Linked DNA regions of Bicyclus anynana: region 1 is linked to region 2. Evidence: chromatin contacts called from public Hi-C data. All regions are on one chromosome and are shown on one strand. Each heading gives the region's core, a stretch centred on a gene start, on an enhancer-like site or on the middle of the called end of the contact. The rest is flanking DNA. Distances are from core to core; before and after follow the strand shown. Region 1 overlaps LOC112058060 (maternal protein pumilio). Region 2 overlaps LOC112058060 (maternal protein pumilio).

Region 1 (2,700 bases), core at 5-2,504, 71 kb before region 2:
ATTCGGAGATTCGAACATTTTTGCGGAGATTTTGTAGGGACGTAACCTATCTATAGTATAAGATTATCATTGCTTGTACCTCTTCACACAGTGTAGGGCTAACTTAACATTGAATAAAAAAAAAAGAGTAGAGTTCGTCTGGAATTGATTGTTTCGTTCCATTGATGAAATAACATTCACATGAGGCATGACATCTATAAATTTCTAAAATAACTTGGTAAGCCCTGAAATAAAATTCGTAAATACGAGTAATTTGGCAGGCTATGAAGTAAATTTTAAATAATGAATCGGATAGACTTCTTAACTAAACATTTACAAAACAAACAACAAGTGAACATTTAGGTAATTTGGTAAGTTATGAATTACGATGTTCTAACAATGATGTAAGGTCGAGTCGAGCTTGGTTGATTTTATCTATATCTACATCTAAGCGATAATGCATAAGTAATTCATTAAAATACCCTTCAATAATATTATAAAGGATGTGACGAAAAAAAGAGGATTTTAATGTGTATGTAATAATATCAACGGCATTTGTAATAGTTAATTATCGTACTCGTTAAGGTGACTTTTAATCTTTAAAATTTGGTAATTTGTCTCCATACTGAGTAGGTAATTATGTGTTTGAAAGTAAGAATAAAGCAGTTGTAGGGTACTCGAGAACAATAATAATAGCAAATTTAATGTGATCGCGATAACCAGTTTAAATGAGTAATCGTCTGCATACCGTGTTTTAGGAGCACCTTTCAATGAGTGTGTAAGGCTTTGTGCACACTTGTGCACCTCTGAGATTTATTTATCAATGTAATAGGTTATTATTGATACTTGTTGCTTTTATTAAGATACAGTGTGTCCTGTAATTAATGGATAAAACGCAATAATCTGAAACTAATTTAATTAGTTTTGAAAAAAATCCCTAGGGTGACCAAGTTATATTTTTTTTTCGGAATTATATTCTAATATCGATTGTTGTCAACAACATAGGGGCGTCAGCATCGGTATTTTCTATTGTTTACGTAACGTACGTACGTATTGTCATATTAGTCATATCTCGCATGACACAGTAAAAAAAAAATGGCGATTGATTGTAATAATTTTTCTTATTGTACTAGTTTGGCTGTTGTACGCGATTTTTCACAAATCTTGTCAGATTGTGTTGTCGTTGTCCTTTATACTTAACCATCAAGTGTGTCAGAGTCTTTAGAGCGGAATTGGAGCGTCCGCGTCGGTCGCGAAGGCCGGCGCAGGCGGCGCGCGAGGCGCACTGGAAGCGGGCAATAACCGCGCGCTGATCGTGGCCTCTGTCAATGCCACGCGCGGATAGCGCCGCGCAATCGACCCGCTGGCTCGTTCAGCATTGCTGCAACACAGCGCGTTACTATAGACCCGCTCACTAATTCAGCTTTACTGCAACACAGCGCGTTACCATAGATGGCTTTGTTTTCCTGACGACATGTGAGACTAGGTCCTTGTTAAAAGCCATCCAAGTTGCATTGAATGAGATATCGTGTGTACATATTGCGATTGTGGCCTTTGTCAATGCCACGCGCGGATGGCGCCGCGCAATCGACCCGCTGACGCGCTCAGCATTGCTGCAACACCATGTTACCATAGACCCGCTCACTTATTCAGCTTTGCTGCAACACAGCGCGATACCATAGAGGGCTCTGTTTTGCTGACGACATGAGAGACTAGCTCCTTGTTAAAAGCCACCCAAATTGCATTGAATGAGATATCGTGTGGACTTATGATCGTGGGCTCTGTCAATGCCACGCGCGGATGTAGCGCCGCGCAATCGACCCGCTGACTCGTTCAGCATTGCTGCAACACCACGTCACCATACTTATTCAGCATTCCCGCTTACTTATTCAGCATTACTTCAGCACACCACGTTACTGTAGATGGCTTTATGTTCTGCCACCCCAGTTGCCTTGATTGAGATAATATTACGATGTGTACATATTTATTATAATCGTAGCCTCTGCCAATGCCACCCTCGGATAGTTACATTAGACAGAATAATTAAAAAGTAAATTTTTCAATATAATGTATTAGTTTTATTAATAAGTAGTATTTTTTTAAACTTATGTTGTTACTATGTTTTTTTTTAGTAAAAGCTGCACAGTTTTGCAATTACTTTAAAACCCACTCTTCTTATTTGCTTCTTAACATTAATATTAAAAGCCAAAAGTATGAAAAAAAAAGCTGCGGCTACTAAAGCGATTTCGGGGAAATTTGGGAAAGAAAATAGATTTTTTCTAGATTAACACATAGGCATTTCATCCCGGAAAAAAACATGGTTCCCGCGGGATTTGTGAAAAACTGAATTCCACGCTGACGAATTCGCGGGCGTTTGCTAGTACAATATAAATGCCAACTAAAAATTCCCAGTAGCACCTTATAGACTCCATTTCGGATAATATCATTAGCATCTGATTTCGTTGACTGAGTCATTAATACTTAAGCCTATAAATCTCAAATCTCCCCTCTTTTGAAGGAGAATAAGAGCTGTCTAGGGAACCATTAAAAATAGTCTGGTGATATTTATGTTTTGAAAGTATTTATTAACGGTCAAATGTTGATTGCAGCCGCACGCCCGGCTCCCGGCAGCCGTCGCCCGCGGAGGAGGAGGGAGGGGTGGGCACGGTGAGCAACGTGGGCGTGGGCGGCGTGAACATGGGCGTCGGCGTGGGCATGGGC
Region 2 (2,700 bases), core at 157-2,656:
ATGACGTTACCGTACAAGCTGTTATTTGTGGCAATAATGAGAAATATATTCTATAGATGGATTGATTCATATTCTGGTCCATATCAAAAAATCTCCTTATAATAATTTTAAGTTTAATTTTTACGATAAGCACAGCAGGCTAGTTCACAAACTTCGTCGTATATTACTTGACATATACGAAATTAAGATTCTATGTAACAAATGTCATCCGGTGCTTACTGACAACCATTCTTGGATATCATACTGTAGGTAGATGATATTTCTCAGTTGGTTTAATGTTTATTTTAATAGGTTGGTAAGAAAAGTTCGTGGTAAAATACTCATTTCGTTAAAATTAGCCATGCCTTACATATTCGTATAGGGACAGTCACTTTGTAGACCTAACATTTAATTTTTTTATACTATACCTACTATAATTTGTTACGCATGATCATCTTTATAGACAATTCATATTTTGTACATAAATAATTAATAATTATGTAATTTTGCTTTATTAATAGCTTATAACTTTGTTAGTAATTTAAGATTTGACATAACTAATAGTTAACAATTTTTCATTATAATACATACTGATTCATTTTACTAAAGCACACAGTGTCCTATTATTTTTAATCATGTTGATTATCTACTTGTTCTATAGGATATCTTAGAATGATGCGTAGTATTGTTATTATTCGAAGGTTGATTAAAATGGAATGAATTCGATAAAGTATTGCATAGTTGTGTAGATATTATGTTAGAGACGCATCTAGCGATCGGGCAATCAACGGCTTGTAAGATAATATTAATTATTGTTAGTTAGTCGTTCCCCTTTTCAAAGAATGTTCATTTTACCTGCTCTCAAATGAACAAGTTCGTGTAAATAGTAAAATATCGAATCGCGTCGTAGAAATTTTAATAAAAGGCAATTTTAATAGAAATTTCATATACCATTGTAAAACTATAGAGGCTAGTGCAGCCGAAAACCTGGATCTAAATGCGGATTCACTGCGCTGTGCGAGACATACATTTGTTTTTGTACATCGACACTCACCAGATGTTATTGACGATTTACTTAATTTTTTGGTTGTAAATGTCAAAGTATGTCGCGAGTCGCTTGCCTTGTTATTAAGATTTGTATGAATCGCGTAGAGGACGTTCAAATTTGTACATACGCGGGTACAGAGATGAGCGCGGCGGCGGCAGAGAGCAGAGTCTGCAGAGCGAGAGTGGAGCGTGGAGGTATGTTGTTGCAGGCGGCGCTGCGGCGGGCGCGCGGCGCGACTCGCTGGAGTTCGGCGGCGGGCCGGCGGGCGCGCTGCAGGAGTACGCGCGCAAGTGGGGGCCCTCGCCGCTGTCGCCGCCGCTGGGCGCCGCGCTCGGCCCGGTGGGGCTGCGCCCCGTGTCCGCCGCGCCCGGCGCCGAGACCGCCAAGTACAGGTGCCGACCCGACCACCTCGCCTATATATGCCCTTTACTTTATGTACTACATGCAGGCTTGCACCCGACGCTCGGTTCTGTGAGATCGTTTCGGTGTGCGTGTCTACGTACAATCCGACGTGTGACTTTGTAAATAGCTTTGTAAAATTCATTGTACAAGACCGCGTACCACACCGCCAGTGTACAGTTGTTACGATGTTAATTACATATACATCTCTGCATGCACAATTAATTTAACATTCCTCATTATAAATTAAAATATATAGCACCTATACGTGTACCGCATACGGCATAGCATTCGAGTACGAGGTACGCGCGTATTCAATGATACGAACGGTCGTGTGTTTGTTTTGCAGAACTGTCAGCAACTTGGCGCAAGGCTTGACGTCGAACGGCGGCATGTTCGGATCATCATCATCGTTATTGAGCAAACTCAGCGGGGTCGGAACTATCTCAGGTTGGTACGGCGTTAGATCGATGTATTTACAGCTATCCGCGAACCGTTTGACACTTGCTGGTTATTGACGATTGAATTATACGGAGGCGCCCCACTATTCCTAGACACGTACTTGCCAAATACCTACTGCCGTAAATGTATGAAGAATGAAATTGTAAATAAATTATGATTTTGTATGACTTGCCACTTTCTAAGTAGTAAAAATTGGTAAGTACGCTTTTCGGGAGAGTTTATTTATTTATTTATTTATTTATTTATTTATTCGGAAGCCAACGTTGTATACAAAAAACTTATAACTAATTAAACATAACATGCATTAAAAAGTAATAATTATGCTACATTGTACACCCCACTTACAGGCTAACTCAACATGCGTTTATTTTAATACAATTCTTAATTTATCATTAAAAAAAAGAGACAAAAACTAAATCTAATTTTATATACTGTAGGTGTTTAGTACCCCTGACAATATGTTTGCAGAATTTCATGATGATTGGTTCAGTAGTTATGGTCGAAAGCGTCATAATCAAGAATATTTTCGCGTTTACAGTATAAGTAAGATTACTAATATTGATAATGCTAATACTGACATTGTAAAAATGTATTCTTTAATATATGTTTAATCAAATCAAACTTCATTTATTTCAATAAGCTTAGTTTGCAAGCACTTTTAAAACGTCAGGTAGTGTTATTAGATAACTAATGATGATAAATTGATAATAAGTCGAAAACTAACTCATTCGTGAATTTTAGTTTGTATCTAGCTACGTTCAAACTAGTGATTAATCAGAACATATCAACAAAACCTTTTTTGTGACAATATT

Evidence for each region. A called contact is a pair of places that touch in the nucleus more often than the background predicts.
Region 1: a Hi-C map of whole body shows a contact between it and region 2, with 2.7 times the contacts expected there. The contact joins two enhancer-like sites. A contact is called at or near these places in 2 of 2 Hi-C or Micro-C datasets (whole body and whole larva).

What each region holds. Positions count from the first base shown.
Region 1 is chr4:4,552,980-4,555,679 of ilBicAnyn1.1, reverse strand. LOC112058060 (maternal protein pumilio) reads left to right here. Exons shown (of 17, transcript XM_052881337.1): 7 at 2,589-2,700. Among protein-coding and RNA genes, the nearest start is that of LOC112058060, 21 kb to the left of the region's middle. Within about 2 kb of position 1,254, at least 8 of the 8 cell types and tissues checked have open chromatin away from gene starts, as enhancers often do.
Region 2 is chr4:4,481,712-4,484,411 of ilBicAnyn1.1, reverse strand. It overlaps LOC112058060 (maternal protein pumilio), which reads left to right. Exons shown (of 17, transcript XM_052881337.1): 12 at 1,236-1,419; 13 at 1,776-1,876. Among protein-coding and RNA genes, the nearest start is that of LOC112042899, 33 kb to the right of the region's middle. Within about 2 kb of position 1,406, at least 8 of the 8 cell types and tissues checked have open chromatin away from gene starts, as enhancers often do.